Linked DNA regions of Mus musculus: regions 2, 3, 4, 5, 6 and 7 are each linked to region 1. The links are chromatin contacts, called in public Hi-C, HiChIP or PLAC-seq and promoter capture Hi-C maps. All regions are on one chromosome and are shown on one strand. The core of a region is the stretch at or near the end of the contact, and the rest is flanking DNA. Distances in the headings are between cores, read along the strand shown.

Region 1 (3,017 bases), core at 400-2,899:
TAGTCCTACATTCTGAGGATGTATGAAATTTCAAAAAACCAAGTCATAGTTTAGGCTATATTCTAGCCTATTCCCCAGAGAAAACAGCACACAAGTCTTACTTTCTTGCAAACATTATTAAACATGAACACTACTGACCCCTCAAAATCTGAGAGACCATTGTGAAATTTGTTTCTGTAATCGTTTTGCTATGGATAACTTGCATAATTTACCAGTGGATCTGATTTCTTAGCTATCATCTGCATACAGTCAGGAATTCCTCCAAAACCTAACATAAAACTTGTAACAACAAATTTACCTGCCTAAAAATTGTCACATTTTGTGGACTGTTAGCATTAACAAACACCATCAGTAACGCTAATTCTATGACTTTCTTCTTTCAAGAGAGTATTTTTATTTTTCTCTTTAAAAAGATTTATTTATTATATATAAGTACACTGTAGCTGTCTTCAGACACATCAGAAGAAGGCGTCATTTCTCATTACGGATGGTTGTGAGCCACCATGTGGTTGCTGGGAATTGAACTCAGGACCTCTGGAGGAGCAGTCAGTGCTCTCAACCGCTGAGCCATCTCTCCAGAGTATTTTTCACCCTGGCTTCTTGATTGCTGCACCCACTACAAGAACGAGCCCTGACGGCTGTGGGGGTAAAGCTGGTATTCGCTCACATTAACCTTCACCACGGCAACAGAGTCAAGTGTGTGCTATCGTCTCGTTCTTCCTGTGTGTTGAAAGACAGGGGTTCATCTCGACAATACCAAGAGCCTCCTCTAAAGCCCATGGATGCTAAAGGTTGGTTCTTTGACGCTAGGACTTAAGAGTCCTCCCTGGCATCCCGGTCAGCTGCCCTGCTTCCTTCCCGGCATCCACAGTGAGGTCCGAAACCTGTCCTCCTCCCCCTGTGCGTTCCCAGCTCGACTTCCTCCCTATGTGCCACGGCCACGCCGCGGCTTGGGACGAAGAGGTACGCAGGGCTGCGAGAGGCTTCTGGGCGTCGCTCGCTCGCTTGCCCGCCCGCCGGAAACCCTCCGCGAGCGCGAAGGCGCGCGGTCTCAGCCCCCAGCGGAGGCCAAGACCAACGGAGACGCCGCGCGCCCGGGATGCGCAGCGGGGGCGCGCAGCCACGGGGACGCGCCCCCGTGGGTCCCCGCCCCCGCCGGCCCGGCCCGTCCGCCGCCCTGAGCGCCCGAGCGCCCGCCCCGCCTCCTCCAGGTCTCGCGCGGCCACGCGCCGGGCTCCGCCCCCACCCGCCCGCGCGCCCCTGTCGCCGCGGCCGCGGAGCACGCCAGTTACCTACTTGTGGAAGGAGACGGGCTTGTCCTTGTCGTAGCGGTTCTTGCAGCCGTAGGCGGAGCAGGACTGCACCATCCTTCTGGCCCTCCACACTTCCCTTCGGCCCGGGAGGCAGGCGAAGGGGGCCGTCGGGGTCGCCGCGCTCGGCCTTGATAACGCTCGCCGCTCTCGGTGGCGTCGGTCAGCAGTTACGGGGACGATCACCTCGCCGTGGGGTGGGGGTTGGGGTGGGGGAGTGACTACCCTGTCCGTTGTGGGGTTTGCTTTAGCAGAAGGACCACAGCTGTCGCCCGTCTCCCATCTTCAAGATGGCGGAGGCAGCTTCAGCCTCACCTCTCGCGAGGACTCGGCTCGCCGTCTCTGATTGGCTGAAGGTAACGTTCCCAGGGAAGCTGACCATTGGCTGGGGCGAGGCGCGCCTGTGGGGCGTGGTCAGCAGTGCGGAAGTGGGTGGGCCCTCTGCGCCTTGGCCGGAAGAGAGCGCGTTTGTTTGGGATCCTGACTGCAGTCGTTCTCGTAGTGGTGACTGTCGTTAATTTGTCCGGCGTTTTCTGCTGCAGCTTGATAAAGAACGGCCTGTTGGGTCCGAAAGCCTGCAGGAGAACGTGGAAGAGCTCGTCCCTGGCCATACGCAGTTTTTTTTTAAAGGGGGGGGAACCAGCAGATGCGTGGATTGTACAAACCTGTGGTCCACGTTCAGAATCCAGGTGACCGTCTAACTAGACAACGAGGACAAACGCGCATTTCATTTCCTCTAAGCTGGGAAGGAAGACCTTTTTTTTTTTTTTTAAATGTATGTGAGTACACTGTCGCTGTCTTCAGACACACCAGAAGAGGGCATCAGATCTCACTGCAGATGGTTGTGAGCCACCATGTGGTTGCTGGGAATTGAACTCAGGACCTATGTAAGAGCAGTCAGTGCTCTCAACTGCAGAGCCATCTTTCCATCCCTACAGTGCACTTCTGAACGTTGTTACCTTTGTGTAGGCGCAGCGATTTTTCAAGCTGAAGACAAGTGTTACAGGCTTGACCCTCTGTAGTTTGGAGTGTGTGGCGCATTCTCTCCCTTATAAACTATTTTCTGTACCCTTAAATATTGCTTCTCTTAAGGATCTATTTAGTGGCTACCATCTCTAGAACTTTGACTATTGAACCCACATACCATCTTTTCCTAGCTCGTTTTACTTGAGCACACATGGACTTGCCTTCAGAGTTATCAGGTATATGGTTTAATACATTCGCCAACTACTTAAATCTGAAATCCTGGTGTCACTGAGATAAAACAAAAAAACTAGGCTTTAATTCAGCAGAAAAGAACACTTGTTGCTCTTGCAGGTGACCCGGGTTCGATTCCCAGCACCCACAAGGCAGTTCACAACCATCTATAACTCCAGGCAGCTGGGCACCAGGCACACATGTTGTGGGTCAGAGGACAGTTTGTGGGAGTGGGTTCTCTCCTTCCACCTTGTGGGCTCTGGGACCTAACTCGGATCATTAGTCTTGATGCTAAGTGCTCTTATCAGCTGCTCCTAGGACCCCTTCCTCGAGACTTAGGTTAACCTCATAGAATAGAGAGGTTATTCTCTCACCACCATCCTTGAATTCAAGTACTCACAGTCTCAACTTTTTGTCAGTCCTAGTCTTCAGCTTTCTCTCTGTCCCTCATAAAAACACTGCCAGCCCCTTGTTTATAAAGCTTAGACATCCCAGGATACCTCTGTAGTG
Region 2 (3,229 bases), core at 415-2,914, 970 kb before region 1:
ATGACCTCTGGAAGAGCAGTCAGTGCTCTTAACCCCTGAGGCATCTCTCCAGCCCCTTGCTTTTAACTCTTGATTTCCTGCCTTTACTTTCCAAGTGCTGGGGCAACAGGCGAGTTATATTAAAGTTCAATACAAGATTGTTTTCCCCTTTTCTCTCTTAAAAAAAAATTAAGAGAGGGTCTAGCTAGCCCTAGCTGGCCAGGCACTCACTCTGTACATCAAATTGCCCTTGGACTCAAAGAAACCTGCCTGCCTCTGCCTTCTGAGTGTCAGAATTAAAGGCACGTGCCACGTGGATAGCTCAAAGTTCAAGGTTTTAAACATGTCTGAGTCGGCCTGTAGCTTCCAGTTTGCCAAAAGTTGAAGGGGAGAGAGGAGGTGTGTGTGTGTGTGTGTGTGTGTGTATGTGTGTGTTTGAAGGCCAGATGTAGTAGCAAATGTCTTTAATCCTAGCACTCAGAAGGTAGAGAGAGGCAGATTTCTGTGAGTTTAAGACTATCCTGGTATATATAATGAGTTCCAAGACAGCCAGAGATATACAGTGACTCTTGTCTTAAAGTACAAAACAAAACAAAACACCCAAATCAAACCAACAATAAAATCCGACAATTTAAAATGCATTCTTACCAACTCCTAGCCTCCATCAATTCAGAAGATAGCATCTGAAACCCATGGAAAGGGTTTCCCCATATTCTGTAATGTTATTACCAGTGGTCCCTATCGTATGATATATGGCTCTCTTTGTTCTAAATCTAATGCAATCTTCATGTAACCACTTAACAGTTCTATGTGTTATTTGGAGAAACTTGTATCTATCTGTTCCTGGGCTCAAGTCCTCCTTTTTGGCTCTAGCATAAACTCTTGTACATCCTCTTTGAGGAGAGAACTATGGTTTTTCATGCTATTCTCTGAAGATATTTAAATCTACCACTCAAGATTTTAGTTCATCTTATTGTATTTATTTAGAGACATGTTCTTATTAAGTTGCTCTGACTGGACTGAACTCATTATGTACACCAGGCTTGGCTCAATCTCTACCTCCTAAATGCTAGGATTAAAGAAATATGTTGGAAAACAACAACAACAAGAGAGACTTTGAAAGAGAGACGGCAACTTAGTGTGGGGAGGTCCGTAGAGTACAACACAATTTACTGCTCTCTCACTGCAGAGTGATCTATTTTCTACTACGGTCAAACTTAACGTTCCTTACTACATAGAAAGGAAAAAACTGGTTCCACTTTTTTGAAGGGAGTTAAATCAGGCATGGTAATACAAGCCTGTAATCCCAGCATGTAGTAGGCAGAGGCAGGAGGATCAGTATTTTAGGTCAGCCTGGGCTACATAAGCATGATAGGCTAAAAAATAAATTATAAATTGGATAATATATTTTAAAAAATAGTGTTTTGCAGACAACAATTCCACATCTGTGGTTTGTGTCAACTCCCCACGTGGCCTAACCACAAAAACCCAGAGAGCCTGAGAAACAGTTAAATCCAGGAACCTCCCTTTCTAACTCAGGTTTCTACCCGAGTCCACAGAAGGGATCGGAAGTGGCGTACTGCCGAGGGGAGGAGCAAACTGCCAGCCGATTGGCCAGCTGGCCGGAGGAGGATGGTGCATCCGGAATAAGCGCCCCTCCACTTTATTGCCGCTGCCCAGTTACAAGTTCTCTGGGAGTTTGTGCCTGACGGCGGTACCGCAGCCCTGGACCGACCGACGAGATGCCGAACGGAAGCCGCTGCCCGGATTGCGGCTCCTCCGAGCTCGTGGAAGATTCGCATTATTCTCAGAGCCAGCTGGTGTGCTCCGACTGCGGCTGCGTGGTCACCGAAGGGGTCCTAACTACCACCTTTAGCGACGAGGGCAACTTCAGGGGTACTGGTCTTGAACCCGGGGATCGCCAGCCTTGGGCGGTGGAGTCCTTAAACCCAGCTCCCTCTTTCCAGCCTCCTCCCTTTCTTGGCCATGCGCACAGTTAAATGTGAGAGAATTGGGCTTAAGTAAACAGATGAGCTGGAGGAGGGTGCGATCCATCTGATTTCCCAGTACCTACAACGGTGTCTGGCATTGGGTGGGTATATTGGTTGGTGAATGAACGAAACGATAAAGGTTTCATTCGTCTTGTCAGACCTAGTCAGTGTTGAAGGAGTGCCGGTAAATTATTTGAAAATAACAACACGAACCATCATCTCCTAGCAGGTTTTAGCACTAATTGGCAACTTGCTCTCCTCTGCGTTCCACGCCATTGCTCTAGTACAGCGGTTCTCAACCGGTGGGTGGTGACCGCCGTGGTGTCCACAGAATCTTTCACAGGAGTCCCCTAAGACCATCCTGCATATAGGCGGTTTACATTATGATTCATAATGCAATTCATAATTCTCTTTTTTTTCTGTAGCTAATGCAATCTTCGTGTAACCATTACAAAATTACAGTTATGAAGTAGCAACGAAAATAATGTTAAGGTTGGGGGTCACCACAACGTGAGGAACTGTATTAAAGGGTGGCAGCATTAGGAAGGTTGAGAACCACTGCTCTAGCCCTTGGCTAATGCAGCCCTCAAAAGTGAATGTATCAGAGAAATTATTGGAAAATCAGAATTGCCAGTGCAGCTTTTAAAAATACAGTTCTGTCCTATTACTTTTACATAGATGGGTATCTTCTCTGAGGTAGAAGTAGATACACAGTCATTTGAAATCTCCCTGGCCTTATGCAGTCAGAGGGCAAGGAGGAGGTGAACGAAGGCCAGCTGGGTAATTTGTTGTTTGCTATTTTACAGAAGTGACATATTCTCGAAGCACTGGGGAAAACGAACAAGTTAGTCGCTGCCAGCAACGAGGTGAGAATCAAACTTTTTTCCCCCTTAAATTTCAGCTTTGCTTTTATTTATGTCACTGTTTAATGTTTTGATATTATGTGTATGGGTGTTCTTACTGCATGTATGTGTGTGTGTGCAGCATGTGCATGCCTGGTGCCCATGGAGTTAGAAGAGGGGGTTGGATCATCTGGAATTGCAGTTATAGATGGTCGTGAGCAGCCCTGTGGATGCTGGGAAGCAAACCCCAGGTCGTCTACAAGAGCAATAGTGCCTTTTAACTGCTGAGCCATCTCTCCAGCCCAGAGCATCAACCTTTTTTTTTCTTTTCTTTTCTTTTTTAAATATATTTTTTTATTACGTATTTTCCTCAATTACATTTCTAATGCTATCCCAAAAGTCCCCCATACCCTCCCC
Region 3 (3,428 bases), core at 490-2,989, 870 kb before region 1:
TTAGGAGTCATTCCCCGAAAGCTGCCCTGATACAAATCATCCTTAGAGCCTTTACATTTTTTTTGAAACATTCACTTTAAAACAGTCTCTCAAGTTAGCAGAGTACACTTCTCAAGTTGCCATCAAGCACTGGGACTGTGCCAACTTTTGGAGAAGCAGCCTTGCAGGGTGGAGACAAGATTCTTCAGGTGATGAAAGAGAAAACTATGTCAAGAGATGATCTTGGAAGAGCAATGGTTCCTTCAGATTTTGCTTTTAAACCCACAAATTCATATCAGCAGCACCTTAAAATACTAAAGGCAGTTTTAAGTTTATAGACTTAAATAAAGACACGCGTGCACCTTATAAGCGGTGAGGGAGCCATCTGTCTCTGCCTTACCTGTAATATACTCCAATATGTCCCTCTTCTATCTTGTGCACAGCTGAGAAGAGAGATGCACAAAAGAAACTGGAAGCCACGGCCACAACAGCTCCCAACTGAGCCATCAGTGAACCTGTATCCTAGAGAGAAGATATGGGACAATGTGTAGCCTGACGTACAGGAGAGCCACCAAGCTGAAGCTCACGTAAAGTGATTCTGGGGCAGCCTGCTGTAACACACACACACTACTTGCCAGATCTACAACTCACTGTGTCCTTGTTCTCAGTCAACATTCCGTTCCTTAACTGTGGAAGTATAATTCCCATTGAAGCAAGGGGGCATTAGCTCCAGAAACAGCTATACCTAAGAGAGATTTGGTGCCATTTGGGCAAGGTTCAAAACACAGCCTTCTCTCCCCTTCACGTTAACATGTTGTCAACAGAGCCATTTATACTTGTAAGGAAGAGAGGCAGCTGCAGGGTGCTGGCCCAAATTACAGAGGATGTCAAATGACAGGCAGCTGTGGCTATGTATTTCTGGTCAGAGCCTCCTACTTCTAATTGCCTGCCATTTCGAAGGAAACCACCAGTCATTCCCTTAGGACCCTGAGGGGGGGAAGAGAGAGAGGGAGGGAGGGAGAGAGAGAAGAGCAAGCAACTGAGTTCCGACGTAGGATTCTCTCTCTGATCTGTCCTCCACCTTCTCTGTTGTTCCTTTGGACTTAAACGGGACAGATCTCTATGTAAAACTGTAACACATTCTCCCATATCCTTTGCCCCCGCAAGCCCCATGGTTATAGGAAACTGGAAATGTCTCAGGCTGGAGACTCTGGACTACTCCGAAGTGAGGGTGGGGTGGGGTGGGGTGGGATGTCCCCAAATGTCCAGGGTCCCAGATGCCACAGAGTTACATGTAGACACTCATTTCCTGAACCCTGAAGGATCTGGAAAACACTACAGTGACGGACGTGCACACCGGGCACAGGGCACGGAGTCCACCTCTCAGGTCTGACTAATTTACTTATTTTTTACCGTAGCGGCCTTCAGCTACCGAGCAGCAGGAGTGTCCTCTCTGCAAATGTCCTCACTACCACCCCAAAGCCACCTCTTGCCCTTTCCCCGCCCTCCTCCGCGAGGCAGACACGGCCGAGAGCTTCCGCTCGGACCCGTGGGCAGGGGACTGGACTCCCGGGTGGGCGAGCTGAGGGGGCTCAGGACGTCAGCTCCAGCCGCGCCCACCCCCCGAGCCTCAGCGATGCCGAGCGTGCACGGAGGGGCGGCGGCCGCGTACCAGGCTGTCCCTCCAGGCGCTCCGTACACAGCCGAACCCCCGTGCAACCGTAGAAACCGCCACACCCCTCAGCACCCTACTTCCTTCCGGGCCAGTCGCTTCGATGACGCCATCAGTCCGCGCGCGCGCAAAAAATAAAAAAAATAAATAAATAAAAAGAAGACCCCGCCCACACCACACCCCTGTGCTCGTCCGGCCGCTCCGCCCCCTCGCGCTGCGAGCCGCAGTGTTCGGCGGTGGCGCCAGGGGACGCTCGCGAGCTGGCACACTGGCTGCGCACCTAGGCTTGCGGGTTTTAGGATGCCCAGGGCTGGCAGAGCGGGCTCCGGACACCAAGGCTCTGGTATCACCTTCCGAGGCGCTGGCTTCGGAGGTTGCTAGAGATTCTCCTTCGCTTCAAGTCCGAGCTGGATTTCTTTTCTTCTTCCGGAGCCGGGATCAATGCGATGCAGCGTTCTTGTCCTTCTGCTCGCTTCTTTTCCTGCTGCATTAGCCGAAGGAAACTTTCAAAGGTGCAGATTATGACGTCGCCAGTCAACAGTCCTACTCTGAGTTGCCCTTTATACTTTTCTGAGAGCTTTGTTTGGCCTTGAGGTCCCCACAGCAACATAAAGTAATTAACAAGGAATTATTGTTCCGATTTTTAATGAACGGATTCTGAAATCTGTGAGTGCTGAGGTCAACAGCAGTTGTTGAAAACTTAGCATTTCCTTAATAGTTCGGGCTTCCTGTCTTGCTTAACACATGCCATGGTGAGCTTTTGTCTGTCATCTGCACCCCCCCCCCCCCGGGGGGGTATAGCAGACCAGGAAGAAAACGTTTTTCCTAGCCTAAAGCCCTCACATGACCTCACCCTGCCATAGCGTTACCTTTGGACATTCATACTGGGCCTTTTCTCCGTTTTGTCCTGGGGCTGGAACTAAGGGCTTTATGGCTGTCCTCTATCCCCAATCTGCTTCTTTAGCAGGAAATTTCTAAACCGGCCACTGCAGTCATTTTGTTTGCAGGCCAGGAAGTGCCCACTTTAACTCCTGCTTTTAGTACATGAAAAGGCTTTTCCGTACAGTAGATGGCCAGTGGTCAATGTCCGACGATTTTAGGACTCAGGAAAAGAAGAGTAAAGGAACCCCTTTGTCTTCTCCCAAAAGCCAAGGCACTGAAACTGAATTCAAAGTTCCGGGAAGCCAGATGTTTGGTGACAGCAGAAGAAAAGCAGCTGCCCCCAATCCCAGACACCCAGTGGCTGCAGAAGAAGACAACAGACCAAGTAGTTTCAAAACAGCTTGTCTAAGGGACCCAGCAAACTCCCCATTCTGCCCCTAAAGATCCCCCTCCCACTTCCCGATTCTTAGCTACAAAACCTGAGGCTTGAAGCATGTGACCTGCCTTCTCCTGGACTCTGGTTCCTGAGTGACTGGGTCCTGTGCCCTGGTCAGAGTGTGGTCCAAACTAGACAATCTACCTCTCCGACAATAAATAAAGCCTCCCACAGCTGTTTGAGGTCATCTGGAGTCTCAGTGTTTGTTTCTCCTTACAAACAACTCTTACATATTCTTACATGTTGGTACCAGAGCCCTTTCTTCACCTCTCTCCTATCCCCAAACTCCAGTCTCTCACCTTTCTTTCCCTCCCAAGCACCACTCTGTCCTTAGTGATCACTAAGGTGAAACAGCAAGCAGGTCAGGTCCCTTACTGGAGACGTCACCCAGTCTAGGAGCCACAGTTCCTAACAGCCTCATTGATATGTGAGGGGAACGGAGGTTTTAGTCTGGAGTCC
Region 4 (3,444 bases), core at 258-2,757, 880 kb after region 1:
ATGGAACCCAGGACCACAGCATGCTAAACCATGCTCTATCATGGTGTTGCACCCCCCCAGTCTCCTGCCTCCTTAGTTGTCTATGATGCTGACTTAGGTAAGACTCCATCCTAGGCAGGATGGACCGGGAGAAACCACACTGAGTCAACACTGGCTGATGACTGAGGATATAAAGTTTCTCAGAAGCTGGTGTGGCGACGTAGTAGGAGTCTCAGTACCCATACTACAAATCAGCCCTGAAAACAGCAGAAGCAGCCAAGTGCCAGGGCTGGAATGCTAGGCAACTGAGCTCTCTGCTCCCAGTGAGGCCTCTCAGGCCACTCTAGGACAATGCAAAAGATTGTCATGCGTTCTTTGCAACTTGGCTGAGATGGTTTTCACGCAGGCCTGTGGGCCATATTGTTCTTCCTCTCTTGGCAGATCTTTGGCACCCACTCTCCTCTCTGGCTGCCGGCAGGCCTCCCTGTAGCTGTGCTTTGGCCTGATTAATGGAGTCCAGCTTTCCCCCCAAGGTGCCTGGGCAGTGGGGGTTAAGTCATGCTAGAAGCCCTAATTGCCTGGTCACTTTTATTTTGGGAGGGGTGTGTGTGTGTGTAGACTTCCTGTTTACGGCGCTTTCCTACACAAAGCAAGGCAGACACATGATGTTTTAAGAGTTTCTTCATTCAAGGAGAGCCAAGAAACAAAACCGGAGTCTGCTAAGAAAACAATAGAGGCCGTGGCTACAGAGCATTCTGGCTCTGGGAAACGACTGGGTCCCCTTTGCGGGGGTGGCTGCCACCACTCTGCTGTACGTGATGACTGCCAGTTATTAAGCCTGTCTGGCTGAGGGGGAAGCCAATGAAGAAAACAACAATAAAAGGGAGATAAATGGCTCCTGAGAAATAGGAACTATGCAGGCTGGGGGGGGTGGAGTGGGGGGTGGAGCCCCTGCACTGGTTTAGAGTTTATAGCCAGGAGGATAAACACCACATAATTCTCAAACGATCACCATTTGGAGATGATAAAACAAATAAGAGAAAAAAAAATTCCCTGGAAGAAAAGTTTACAGGACAGAAATCGTGATATCCTGTGTAGAACATTCACGAATTCTGTCTTGGGTCTGGGGTATGCTCAGAAATAGCCTTCCAGCTTGGTTTCCGAGTTTTTGAGGGCCACAAGAGTCTCCCTTACATCACTGGACGACGGATCTCCACCCATCCTAGCGTTGAAGGAGAGGCGGGGTGAGCCCTGGCACGTCCTTGTCGGGGTGCAGGGCGAGGCTGCTGTGCTCCTCCGAAAAGGATCCCCTCCTCATCTAAGTCCAAAACGCCGACCGCGCAGAGGCTGAAAAGGTCTCAACTTCCTGAAAGATGCTAAAGCAAAGAGTCCTCAACTGTCCAGAAACACGGAACTTATGGGATCTACGGAACTGGTATCCCAATCTTGATGTGGCTGGAATGTCCCCGGTGCTTTTGAAACCCTGTGCTTGGGCCAGAGGTCACTCCCGTCCTCTGAATCCATTTGCCAACAGCTTAGACGCAGGCAGCCGGCGCCCTCTTGAGGAAGAAATGCGTGCCTGTCCAGCGGGCTGGAATGCTAAGGCGGTCGCTAGGTCCTGTGGGCCTCCTCTGCACCCCAGCACGCCTAAGGGGAAAACCCAGGCTTTTCTTGGAAGAGTCTGTTTTCAGTTCCAGCTGGTCTACTGGCTCCCAGTGACTAATGAGGCACCTCTGCATCAGTGGTCCTCGGGACCTCTCGAGGGAGTAGGCAGTGAGCAAGCACAAAGGCCTGGGTCATTTGCAGCCCTGAAATGTTATGGTCACGAGTGTCTGATCATTGCCAAAAGGCTCCTAACACCCTGTGAATATGGCAGAAAGTGTGGCGGGTAAAGAAAGGTAGGAGCGAGCGGTGCATAATACACACTGGCACGTCTACAGTAGCTCCTGCCTGTGGTCCTGACACCTCGTGCTGGGAGCCAGAAGGGTCTCTAGTTTGAGATCCTGCTTCAAAACAAACCCTAATGAGATACAGGGTGGGCTGACTGTTTTAAACCACACAGAAAGCCACAGGATACAGACAATTGGGGGTGGGGAGGTGGGCATCATTCTCAGGTGTTCTGAGTAGGCTCGGAAGGTCTGGCAGCAAAGAAGTCCTTGGCGAGAGGAGAGGCTGACCTTACTGAGTTACCTTTGGCCAAGGCCATAGAGGCCACACCCTGGGCCGTGGGATTCGGAGGCTCACAGGCATCGGTGTTTACTCATCTTGTTCAGACTCCAGGCAGATGCTTCTCTACCACCTCATCCGCATGCGTCACTGTTGTGGGTTGTGGTCTGCCAAAGTTGAGACAAACACAGGGTCACATGGCTGACGCGCTTGGGTAAGAGGACAAACAGATTAATGCACCCAGGGCTCCTTCTCAGATAACATCTATGCAGTGGGCTGAACAAAGGGTGATGTCCTGGAGTTCTGGCCATCCTCCCTGTTCACGCTCCGCAGATGCCCAGGGGTTAAAGGAGTATCTGCAGCCACGTACACAGAATGAGGAACGTTTTGAAACAATTTGTAACCGGTCGAATACTTGAAACACGTCAATCCTTTATCTTCTCGGCCATCTGGAACTGGGTAATGGTGGTCTATGCAGACGTTTGGTCCAGGCACTGGGGAGGCAGAGGCAAGATGTCTGAGCTTGAGGCTAGCCTGGTCTACAAAGTAGGTTCCAGTACTACACAGAGAAACTCTGTCTCGAAAAACTAAAACCAAAACTAAAGCCAAACCAAAACCAACCAAACAACCAAACAGCCCCCCAAGAGCCAGATGGTTACAGAACACTAAAGCTGAGGACATTAAGGGATGTAGCTTAAATTAGTATATATGTAGCATAAATGAGGCCCAGGTTCAATTCTTAGGAAAAACAAACAAGCAAACAACAAAAACACAAAAGAACTGTTTTATAGGGCTGGAGAGATGGCTCAGAGGTTAAGAGCACTCACTGACTGCTGCTCTTCCAAAGTCCAGAGTTCAATTCCCAGCAACCACATGGTGGCTCACAACCATCTGTAATGTAATCCAATGCACTCGTCTGGTGTGTCTGAAGACAGCTACAGTATACTCATATAAATAAAATAAATAAATCCCCTTTTTTAAAAAAGGAACTGTTTTATATAATTTAGTTGAATCCTCAAGTTTTAAAATATAATTTAGTTGAATTTTCAAATTGTTTTTTCAAATAATCATTATAAAAATTCACACCACACATTGAATATGAATTTATGTAATTATAAATAATTTTGAAAGGGATTCGGATTGGTTTGTAGAGTGCTGAGAGGGCCTGGCTTTGCTGATGCACCACTTGAATCTGGAGGCAGCCCATGAAGAGTCTAAATGTTGGTCTGGAGAGGACTGGCTGCTCCTGCAGAGGACCTGGGTCCAGCACCCAGCACCCAGCACCCAGCACCCAGCACC
Region 5 (3,042 bases), core at 416-2,915, 920 kb after region 1:
AATAAATAAGTAAATCTTAAGAAAGAAAGAAAGAAAGAAAGAAAGAAAGAAAGAAAGAAAGAAAGAAGGGAAGAAAGAAAGAAGGAAGAAAGGAAAGAAGGAAAGAAGGAAGGAAGGAAAGAAAGAAAGAAAGAAAGAGAGAGAGAGAGAGAGAGAGAGAGAGAAAGAGAAAGAAAGAAAGAAAGGAAGAAAGAAAAGCCTAGTGGTAGTGGTGATGGTGGTGGTACACACCTTTAATCTATCACTCAGGATACTGAGGCATGCGGATCTCTGAGTACGAGGCCAGCCTGGTCTACAAGGTGAGTTCCAGGACAGCCAGGACTACACAGAGAAACCCTGACTCAAAACAAACAAACAAACACAAACCAAAAAGAAAGAAAAATAGGGGCTGGAGAGATGGCTCAGTGGTTAAGAGCACTCCTTTTGCCAAGGATCTGAGTTCAATTCCCAGCACCAACAGGGTGGTTCAGAAACTTCCATAACATTCCAGGGGAATGACGTCATCTTCTGACTTCTTTGGGCACCAGGCACAAATGTGGTGTACATACATACATGCTGGCAAAACACTCATATTCATAAAATAAAAATAAACTAGTCTGAGTGAGACAGAGACGCAGATGTGCAGACACACACACAGAGACACACACAGACAGATGGGTGTGTCTGTGAGGGATGGGAATAGCTGTGCCTCTAAGTCCAGGGTCTGTTTCCTGACAGCTGGGGGACTTTTATCTATTTCTAAGTGTCTCAGGGTCTCAACTTCCTCCTTTGTTAACCGAATGGTAGGAACAGCTTCATAGGCTGCTCCGAGGTTGATAGATGGTTGTATGAATCACAACCTTTTTTTTTTTTTTTTTTTTTTTTTTTTTAATCTGTGAACCGTTTTATCTGGTACATACAGTCTATTCTCTCAGCCAAGGATGGAAGCTGAGTGCTCTTTGCCAACGGTGGCCAGGTTTACTGCATAGTTTGAAAGTGAATAGTGAACCTACTCAATGGCAGCATTTGAAGAAATGAAGGTACACGTGAGTCCAGCTGCTGGGGTGTTATGTCAGCAGTTGTTAAATTATCTAGTGTCTTGCTGTTCCCCTGGAGTTTCCTCCTGTCCCTTCTACGTATGGCCAAACTTGCCGAAAATTGACTAATGCAAATGACGGTCAACCTTGGTGTTTGCTTAGGAACAGCCTCTCTTCACTTCAATTAAGAAGGACATGAGTCAGTGGTAGAGGCTTGCCTTAGCTCTGGGTTTCATACTCAGGACTGGGACTTTTGGTCTCATTAGAGTGCACGGGCTCTCCTCAGTGAGGCAGCCTTAGCAGACACGTGAGACCATTAAAGACCCCTTAAAGACCACTTAAAGACCCCTTTTGAAGCCAGGCATGGTGGGGCATGACTTTAGTCCCAGCACTTGGAAGGCCGAGACAAACAGATCTCTGTGAGTTTGAGGCCAGCCTGGTCTACAGAACAAGTTCCAGGTCAGCCAGGGCTACACAGAGAAACCCTGTTTCAAGAGGAAAAAAAAAAAAAGAGAGAAAAAATGGACTCTTGAGAAAGATGAGATTTCATAAGCAAAAAGAATTCTTTTTAACCCAAGTGCGGCTGAGTGGACACACATGTGACAAGTCTCTCCAGGGTCAGAGAGCAAGGACTCATTGTTCACATGGTCCCCACAGACTTCCTGTCGGATTTGTGGCTGCCCTGGATAACGTTGACATCAAGGACGTCCCCATTAGCATGAAAGTCATGTGACTAATGCACTCAAAGGCGGTTTTTCTTTTGAGGGAGAAACTGTCTTTGAGAATGTTCACAGTTTGTCCTTCAGATAAAGCTTTTTCCAGAACTCAGCTGAGAAATACAAAGAAGCAGAGACGTGCATGGAAACAAACGCCTGGCTTGAGGTCAAGGTCATCAGGATTTAAAGTCTAGCCGCTGACCTTCTCTGAGCCCAGGGCTTGGGTAAAAAGCTCGAGACAGACTGCAGAGATGGTTTAGTGGTTAAGAGAACTGACTGTTCTTCCCTGGGCCTTGGGTTTGATTCCCAGGACCCACACCGTTGCTCACACTGCTAACTCCAAGCTGGGAATCTGATATTCTCCTTTGGCTTTCCAAACCCATCAGGCACACACAGAGTGCACAGATGTGCAAGCAGGCAAAAACAAACAAACAAACAAACAAACAAATAAATATAAAAAATAAAATTAAAAATTTAAAATTTGCAGGACATTGGTGGTGCATACCTTTAATCCTGGCCCTCAGAAGGCAGAGGCAGGCAGATCTCTGAGCCCAGGACAGCCAGGGCCATGCAGAGAAATCCTGTCTTGAAAAGCAAAACAAAACAAACAAAAAAGCTGGAGGAGATTCATTCATTCATTCATTCATTCATTCATTCCTAGGGGCTTTGAGGACTGAGGACAGCTGTGGGGTCAGGCACACCTGGGTTAGAATTCTTGTGACACTGCATTGAGGACGCTTACTCTAGGACTCTGGGGAAATAGCTGCCCTGGCTTCGCCAGTGCTGGGGTTACAGGTGTGCACGGCCAATCCTGGTTTTATGCAGAGCTGGGAATTGAACCCAAGGCCTCAGGTTTGCCAATCAGGTTCTCTCTCAACTGAGCTGCGTTACCAACTCAACCACCTCTGTTGTTTTTTTTTAAGGATTTATTGATTTATTTTATGTATATGCGTGTACTGTAGCTGTACAGATGGTTGTGAGCCTTCATGTGGTTGTTGAGAATTGAATTTAGGACCTCTGTTCACTTTGCTCACTCCGGTTGGCCCTGCTCACTCCAGCCCAAAGATTTATTTATTATTATACATAAGTACACTGTAGCTGTCTTCGGACTCACCAGAAGAGGGCATCAGATCTCATTACAGGTGGTTGTGAGCCACCATGTAGTTGCTGGGATTTGAACTAGGGACCTTTGGAAGAGCAGTCAGTGCTCTTACCCACTGAGCCATCTTGACATCTCCCACCTCTGAATTTTTATTTCATGTAATTTCCTGGAAAGGACTACCAAGAAGGTAGGCACCCTGTGAGTGGGT
Region 6 (3,266 bases), core at 702-3,201, 930 kb before region 1:
AATTAGCCGTGGCTGGAAAGCATTAGTGGCCAAATCAGTCTAAGATGTCCTGCAAAACCACTTTTCTATTTTTTCCCCCTCCCTTCCCTTCTGCCTTGACCATGTTAGGATTCCCTAATCCCCACCAACAGACACACAAGAGACAGCTCCCACACATGTGAGTTCGCTGAGCCTCTGGAACATGTGCCCATACACAAATCACCTCCACCCCCAGCCGAGCGAGCGAGCTATCACGGTGCAGCTGTGTGTCACAAACGCTGGCCAGCTATTTCTCACAGCAAAGCACTTTTTTTTTTTCCTCCCTCCTCCAGAACTAAGTAAGCTGGGGAATGCCCAAGTTTTTCAGCACCCTTAAACATCATGACACTCAGACCTACTGTGAACCGCCTTAGCAGCCACTAGGGCTGCAAGCCAGAGCTTGCATCGAGGTGGGAGAGAGAAGAGATCCAGTCTCCACTGCGAGGCACACAGCCCAGCTGGATGGAGAAAATGCAAGCCAGCCGGCCAACATCACAAGCTGACCAGTTGTGTCCTGTCAGGAAGCCAGCTGCCTCTGAACCCGCCACAGGACTTACTGTATTGTTCTGGGTACAATCATGAAACCAGCCCCAGCCCTGGGCGAGGGGTGGTTTGGAGAAAAGGTTCTCTCCAGGGTCAGGATGACAGGGAAGGGGAAGCGGCTTTTAGGCTAGATCCTGAACAGGAAAGCAAGGAGCCGCCGCCGGGGCACGACCCTTAAACCACGTCGCGTGGAACTTGGAGCATATGGTCAGCTCAGGAAACCGCTGGGGTGCGGGAAGCTCTCCGAGTGCGGTTGCCGGGACTTAAGACTCGGGTTAAAGAGCATAGGTGCTCGCGGGCCAGGAAAGCAAGGGTTTAATCAGGCCCCGATTTGAAGGGAGAACTATGGAAGGAGGCCGGGAGGCACGTGCCTCCCTTCAGTCAGGTTTTCCTACCAAATCGTTGAGTAATTAAGTTAATCGATAAACAGCCAAACTATATGCGCAATGGGAGAGAGCCCAAGAGGAGATGGGGCACGGGGTCAGATCAGAAGCGCCTGCATTCCAAGGACAGGCTTAGCGGTCTCAGGCTCCCCTGCCCAAGAAGCCGGGCTGGGAGCAGAGCTCAGCAGGCCCGGGGCGGGGCACCGCAGACTGGGTTATCCCAGTTAGAGGAACCAGGCTAGCTAGCTGAAACCAGCAGGCTCCCTGTCATGCGGGCTCCGAAGCCTCAAAGGTGGTGAGGACCACAGCCACCTAATGGGTCCCTGACACCGATCCCACTCTCACCCAGCTCAGGGCCTCGTAAGGCTGCAACACTAGCCAATCTGGGACAAGGGACACGGAGTGGTCCCTCCACCGTCCACACGCACTTCACCTGTGCAGGTGAGCAGGCTTCCGCGATGCCTCTCGCTCTGGGGCCATACCGGGGTTTCTCTGATCCTAGAACTTCGAGTTTCCCGGTTGTCGCCTGGACTCAGACTTTCCCCAGGCTCTCAAGTGGCAAGATCGTCGCCCCCCCCCCCCCCCCCACTTAAGTCCCACTAATTGACCATACCCGGCACAAACTAAGGTACTCACAAGGTGATGGTGCCGTTTGGCAGAAGGCCGGGATCTGGAGGTTCGGGGAGATCCCCACCGCCGCACACCACCCTCCTTCGAGCCGGGTTGTGGGCGCCGCCACTTAGTCCCTTGGGCCGCTCCCCAGAGCACTTGCAACCGCGGATAGGGACCGGGCAGCCAGGCGCACCCCGAGTTCCAGGAGCCAGGAGCAGAAGACAAGGCAGCAGCGGCAGCAGCAGCAAACGCGCGGGAGGCACCGGCATCCTGCGTCCCCCCGCGCCCATCAACCCATCGCCCCGCGGGGACCTACAGCGCAGGGGCCGGACGGCTCGCCGGCCGGAGGGACCCGGGCGTGCGGGAGGAGTGCTCAGCGGGAGTCCCGGGCGCCCGAGGGCGGGGCGGGGGGCCATGGGCGGAGGCAAGCCTCGGGGTCCCCGCTGCTGCGCTCCGGGGGCATGGCTTGCGAGCACCCGGGCCGGGAGGGACGCGGGCGCCGCTGACAGCGCAGCGCGGGTGGCCCCCGGCGGCGCGGCCGGAGTCTCAGCGCAGCGCTCCGAGCCGACGGAAGCTTGGTCCCTGCGCGTGGCCGGCTCGCCCTGCGCGCGGCTGAGACCTAGCGGATCGTGCCGGGCTCCTGTTGCTGCCGCCGCCGCTGCCGCAGCTCCGTGCCATGGATGGGGGCAGCTAGGCGCCGCTCAGCTCCCGCCGCCAGCCCCCGCCCGCCTCCATCACCGCCTCGTCACTCTGCGAGGCCCTAGCGCCGCCTGATACCCTGCCAGGCGGCTGCCCTCCTTCAAGTGCAAGCCTAGAAGACAGCTTGAGCAGACACCCACTCCTATACCCCATCACCTACCCTGAACCAAGACTGTTGTCCTGTCACGACTCTTTCTACTAGCCAGGACTTTCTCTCTCTACCGCCCAGCTCAGACTTGTAAGGCAACCATCACTTTCCACAAAAAAAAAACGCTCTCTCATCCAGCCTACACCCCTCTTTCTAGGACTTTCGTTGAAGTTCTGGTTTGGCCTGGGAAGTCTGGTGCTCCGGGTTAAGGGGTTGAACTTAGCTCAGGATCTAAGGTTTCTCTTTGGCCCCTGTCGCGATGAGCCGATCTATAAGTTGACTCTCACAGTCCTGTTCCCACCCCTCAGACTTGGATTGAAGCCACAGCAGGAGGGCACAAGACTGAGACAAGGAGGCCATAGATCTTACCCTGTGAGCATTGACCTTGCCCAGCGGGAGGTGCATGTCATTAGGCCAAGGAGAGGTCAAAGGTTAAGGCAGACACTGCCAAAGCTATCCTCCTGTTAACACTGTGTGTGTGTGTGTGTGTGTGTGTGTGTGTGTGTGTGTGTTGGGGCAGGGCAGTAAATGAGTAAGGGGAAAATAAGAGAAGGCCCAGGGATCTATATTAGGGTGTGGGCAGACTCTACCACCAGCCAGGGTATCGCAGTATAGGTTTCAGCCCCCCTCCATGTCTTTTATTAGCTGTTTGACTTGACACAGCATGTAACACCTAGGGGTGTGTAGTCTATTGAGCCTTGCTTGTAAACCGTGGCCAGAGAAGGAGGAAGAAGGGCCAGTCCTAGGTAGGATCTGGCTTTTGACCACTGGGGAGTCAAAGTGCCTATGGACATGACCTCAAAAAAGCAACAGTAACAATGACCAACAGCTAATGCCTGTGGGTGTTAGAGGTGCTGCAGTGC
Region 7 (3,127 bases), core at 212-2,711, 880 kb before region 1:
CTTAGCACCAAAAAAACCCATACAAACAAAGTAAAACAAAACCCAGCAGCATCCTTCATGAAGGGAAGGCAACATCCTGTTTAGCAGGGAGGTCACTTCTGGCTTCTGATACACGAAGGTAAATAGTTTAGAAACTCATTTTGGTCCTGATGTAATTATTAATAACGCTTCCACTCACCCTGGAAGAGGCTCAATTGAGATAAAGACATACACTGCCTTGTTCAGTCTATGAATCAACCAACAGTCAGCAGAGTTGACAACGAGACACCCACAACTCAGTGTTCAGGATTAGATTCACGCAAAGTCTCCTCACATCCATTACATAAAATGAAGGGTTTCCCTGCTTTCCTTACGTCTACCCCACCGTTTCTGAGACTGTCACAGAACCACAGTGCTCTCAAGGACTTGGAGACGTCACATCAATTACCACACGGTCTCCTGCTGCCTCCTTCTGAGGGACTGACTGTGTCTAATTCCTAGTGTGATGATGAACTAACTGGAGGCTTCCAGAGACAAATCGGTCAAGCAGGCCTAACTCCCGAGGCGGGCTGCATTAGGGAAATCCCGAGAACTCCGGTACCAGGAAGGTGGTAGGAACTCCCAAGGCTCTCTTAATTTCCTTCCCCTGTGAGGAACCCTAGCTAGGGCTAGAGTAGTTAACTGGACATGCCCAGACATCAGGTAAGAGAAGACTATGTTAATTCAGCCTTCGGTTTTCAGGCATCATTTTGAAATCTCAGACCATGAACACTAGATCAGAAAGGAAAGGTGTTTGATTTTTTTTTTTTTTCTGTCTCACTTCACATAACGTAGCTTAATTTGCATGGAGAAAAGCAGATACTGGCACCGGTCTAGAAGTCCAATGGGGGACATAACAACCATACGAAAATAACAAACGCTTGTGACAGGGCACCTGACAGCTCCCGCCCGCTCTGTGTGTGTCAAGTTCACGCGCAGCTAGACCACGGCTCGCGGCCGCCGCAACGCACGTGATCGCGGGTGGACACGGCCCTCCCAGGGCTCTAGTACCGTGGTGACGAATGGCGTGGTGGTACCGAGGGCAATGACGAATGGCGAGACGCCTGGATACGAGTCACTTGCCCTAAATGAACACCTTTCTCCAACCAAGCCAACCTCCCGGCAAGTCCCGATCCTCAAGGCCAGACCGACCGCCATGGAAACCCAGCGATCCCCTCTGCAGCCCCCGCCCCTCCGGGAGCCCCTTCTGCGTCACCGTGACACCTCGTCCCACGTAGGTGTCCCCCTTCCAGCCCTCCCCAGTGCCCTTCCGCCGGTCCTCACCCGCGGCCGCCGCGCCACACTCTGCTGGACTCGCTCGTTCACGGCCCGCAGCGCGAACCCGACTCCCAGCTCCGCCGTCATGCTGCCACCTCTCAACATTCCCAAGAGGATGCCCGGAGGACCCGCGACTCACCGAGCCCACCTTCCGGTCCCGCCCCCTTCCTGAGAGGTCCAATCGCCGCTCACCATCCAGCCACTTCCCCAGCGGAGGTTGGCCACCCAGGCGGGCGCCATCTTGGGGAAGGCGGAGGTTACCCGGACTGAAAGCCTCCTAGGGAGTTCAAGGGCTGGGCGGGCCGGTATAAACCAAGACATTAAAGTAACTTTCATTCATCCGTTCCGTTCCTTTCCTTTTTCCTTTCTTCTTTTCCTTTCCCTTCCCTCCCCTCTCCTTCCCATTTTTAAATTTCTTTCGAGACAGGGCTTCTCTGTGTCCTGGCTGTCCTGGAACTCATTCTCTAGATCAGGGTGGCCTTGAAATCCCAAGTGCTGGGTCTAAAGGCGTGTGCCACCACTGCCCAGCTATTATTTCTTTTTTAAAATATTTATTTTATGTGCGTTGATTTGTTTTGTCCTCATGTATGTATGTGCATGCACCGTCGTATCTGTGGTGCCATGGCCAGGAGAGTTTTGGATCTCGACCTGATGGTTGTGAGCCATCATGTGTGCTGGGGACAGAATTCTGGTCCTTTGCAAGAGCAACAGGTGCACTTGACTACTGATCCATCTCTCCAGCCCCCTTTTAATTTAAATATTTTTATTTATATTTTTGTTGTGTGGGTGTTTCCCCTGAACGTTAAGTCTGTGAACTGCCACAGAGGTCAGAGGAGGGCATAGAACTCTCTGGAACTGATGAGTGGATAGATGGGTGCTGGGTTCTGAACCTCTATAAGAGCAGTAAGTGCTCTCTCTCCATTCCCAGACTTTAGGAGTAATGATATTGAAGGTAAATGCCTCTTCATATACTGCTGTCACCACAGTGAAAAAAACCCCAAAACCTGAAAGGGCCCAGAAGGCTGTTACAGAGTGAGCCTAATGAGAAGCTGGCTGTGGAGCTGCAGTTGGGAAGTACTAGTCAGGAATAAGTGGGTCAAGTTTAAAGGGTTCGTGAAGGCTGGGATGGACGTGAAGTCAAAGAGATGCTCTGCTTCAAAAAATTGAAGGTGATAAGACAGGTCAGGGGTCAGAGGCGCTTGCTGTCCAAAGTCATATGGTGGAAGGAGAAAGCAGACTCCTGCAGATCTCCACATGAATGCCAGGGTGTCTGAGCATGTGCGCATGCACAAGGATGTATACATACATATGTACACAGATGTAAAAATGAGACCTATAAATACTACAGATTTAGGGTGGGGCCTCTATCTATCTATCTATCTATCTATCTATCTATCTATCTATCTATCTACCTACCTACCTACCTACCTACCTACCTACCTATCTGCACATATACATAAACACACACAGAACCTACTACTACTGTTTTGCTAAATGGACATGGCAGCAAACTGTCTTCAGAATATTTATATCCACAGGTTAGTGCTGACCTCAGCCTTGGATAAAGAAGCTGTTTGTGTTACAATGGATAATGATTAACAGAGTCACAACTGGTCAAAGTGCTCAAAATAAATGACTATTGAACCCTATCAGAGCATCTGTGCTACCTCCTTCAAGGTTCAAAGAACCTCTTGGAAGAGGGGGGGGATATGGAAAAAAACAAAACAAAACTAAGAGCCAGAGGGTAGTAGGGAGGTGTAGTGTGAACTGCTATATCTCCTGTGCCCATTACCAACGGCGACAGCTGTGGTCACCTGTGCAGGACTGGGGC

Evidence for each region. Promoter capture Hi-C pulls out the DNA fragments that hold promoters and counts their contacts. Hi-C and Micro-C count contacts between places; a contact is called where the count stands out from the background. HiChIP or PLAC-seq counts read pairs in DNA pulled down with a chosen protein or histone mark.
Region 2: an H3K4me3 HiChIP or PLAC-seq map of fetal liver shows a contact between it and region 1, with 7 times the contacts expected there. The contact joins the promoter of Brf2 here to the promoter of Thap1 in region 1. A contact is called at or near these places in 7 of 39 promoter capture datasets (the 3T3-L1 cell line, the HPC-7 cell line, cranial neural crest and 3 more), 2 of 484 Hi-C or Micro-C datasets (LSK cells and adipose-derived mesenchymal stem cells), 2 of 115 datasets of contacts at active chromatin or transcription factors (embryonic limb bud and fetal liver) and 3 of 9 other capture datasets (adipose tissue, liver and pancreatic islet).
Region 3: a promoter capture Hi-C map of the HPC-7 cell line shows a contact between it and region 1. The contact joins the promoter of Erlin2 here to the promoter of Thap1 in region 1. A contact is called at or near these places in 22 of 39 promoter capture datasets (the 3T3-L1 cell line, 3T3-L1-derived adipocytes, the C10 cell line and 14 more), 2 of 15 datasets of contacts at CTCF or cohesin (large pre-B cells and stem cell-derived epiblast-like cells), 3 of 484 Hi-C or Micro-C datasets (CD4 T cells, the HPC-7 cell line and regulatory T cells), 24 of 115 datasets of contacts at active chromatin or transcription factors (SST interneurons, VIP interneurons, acute myeloid leukemia and 17 more) and 4 of 9 other capture datasets (adipose tissue, embryonic stem cells, liver and 1 more).
Region 4: a contact with region 1 is called in a Hi-C map of embryonic stem cells, with 6 times the contacts expected there. The contact joins the enhancer-like site here to the promoter of Thap1 in region 1. A contact is called at or near these places in 9 of 39 promoter capture datasets (the HPC-7 cell line, embryonic stem cells, hippocampal neurons and 3 more), 5 of 15 datasets of contacts at CTCF or cohesin (embryonic stem cells, large pre-B cells, pro-B cells and 1 more), 52 of 484 Hi-C or Micro-C datasets (the AtT-20 cell line, B cells, the Ba/F3 cell line and 25 more), 17 of 115 datasets of contacts at active chromatin or transcription factors (T-cell acute lymphoblastic leukemia, bone marrow-derived dendritic cells, bone marrow-derived macrophages and 12 more) and 3 of 9 other capture datasets (adipose tissue, embryonic stem cells and liver).
Region 5: a promoter capture Hi-C map of the C10 cell line shows a contact between it and region 1, with 6 times the contacts expected there. The contact joins the enhancer-like site here to the promoter of Thap1 in region 1. A contact is called at or near these places in 8 of 39 promoter capture datasets (the 3T3-L1 cell line, the C10 cell line, the HPC-7 cell line and 4 more), 4 of 115 datasets of contacts at active chromatin or transcription factors (the 230-238 cell line, astrocytes, embryonic limb bud and 1 more) and 1 of 9 other capture datasets (adipose tissue).
Region 6: an H3K27ac HiChIP or PLAC-seq map of extraembryonic endoderm stem cells shows a contact between it and region 1, with 3 times the contacts expected there. The contact joins the promoter of Adgra2 here to the promoter of Thap1 in region 1. A contact is called at or near these places in 4 of 39 promoter capture datasets (the 3T3-L1 cell line, the HPC-7 cell line, cranial neural crest and 1 more), 7 of 115 datasets of contacts at active chromatin or transcription factors (astrocytes, bone marrow-derived macrophages, embryonic forebrain and 4 more) and 1 of 9 other capture datasets (adipose tissue).
Region 7: a contact with region 1 is called in an H3K4me3 HiChIP or PLAC-seq map of bone marrow-derived macrophages, with 8 times the contacts expected there. The contact joins the promoter of Plpbp here to the promoter of Thap1 in region 1. A contact is called at or near these places in 17 of 39 promoter capture datasets (3T3-L1-derived adipocytes, the HPC-7 cell line, HPC-7-derived erythroid cells and 11 more), 2 of 484 Hi-C or Micro-C datasets (CD8 T cells and regulatory T cells), 22 of 115 datasets of contacts at active chromatin or transcription factors (the SCID.adh cell line, SST interneurons, acute myeloid leukemia and 18 more) and 3 of 9 other capture datasets (adipose tissue, embryonic stem cells and liver).

Annotation. Positions count from the first base shown.
Region 1 is chr8:26,156,801-26,159,817 of GRCm38.p6, reverse strand. Thap1 (THAP domain containing, apoptosis associated protein 1) reads right to left here and starts at 1,649. Exons shown (of 3, transcript NM_199042.2): 1 at 1,297-1,649. The coding sequence starts at 1,367.
Region 2 is chr8:27,127,067-27,130,295 of GRCm38.p6, reverse strand. Brf2 (BRF2, RNA polymerase III transcription initiation factor 50kDa subunit) reads left to right here and starts at 1,664. Exons shown (of 4, transcript NM_025686.2): 1 at 1,664-1,875; 2 at 2,777-2,836. The coding sequence starts at 1,722.
Region 3 is chr8:27,022,130-27,025,557 of GRCm38.p6, reverse strand. Erlin2 (ER lipid raft associated 2) reads right to left here and starts at 1,739. Exons shown (of 12, transcript NM_153592.3): 1 at 1,652-1,739; 2 at 380-501. The coding sequence starts at 486.
Region 4 is chr8:25,273,309-25,276,752 of GRCm38.p6, reverse strand. It overlaps Gm39145 (a long non-coding RNA gene), which reads right to left. Exons shown (of 3, transcript XR_001778746.1): 2 at 2,170-2,312. Among named protein-coding and RNA genes, the nearest start is that of Gm39145, 4.0 kb to the right of the region's middle. Within about 2 kb of position 1,507, at least 244 of the 459 cell types and tissues checked have an H3K27ac peak or open chromatin away from gene starts, as enhancers often do. A contact at or near this core is called in the AtT-20 cell line, the Ba/F3 cell line, CD8 T cells and 28 more, where this site is marked.
Region 5 is chr8:25,236,029-25,239,070 of GRCm38.p6, reverse strand. It overlaps a transcript of Tacc1 not described here. Among named protein-coding and RNA genes, the nearest start is that of Gm39144, 19 kb to the left of the region's middle. Within about 2 kb of position 1,665, at least 15 of the 459 cell types and tissues checked have an H3K27ac peak or open chromatin away from gene starts, as enhancers often do. A contact at or near this core is called in adipose tissue and liver, where this site is marked.
Region 6 is chr8:27,084,526-27,087,791 of GRCm38.p6, reverse strand. Adgra2 (adhesion G protein-coupled receptor A2) reads right to left here and starts at 1,951. Exons shown (of 19, transcript NM_054044.2): 1 at 1,581-1,951. The coding sequence starts at 1,846. It overlaps Gm39151 (a long non-coding RNA gene), which reads left to right. Exons shown (of 3, transcript XR_870285.3): 3 at 1-1,523.
Region 7 is chr8:27,040,889-27,044,015 of GRCm38.p6, reverse strand. It overlaps Plpbp (pyridoxal phosphate binding protein), which reads right to left and starts at 1,461. Exons shown (of 8, transcript NM_054057.4): 1 at 1,303-1,461. The coding sequence starts at 1,401.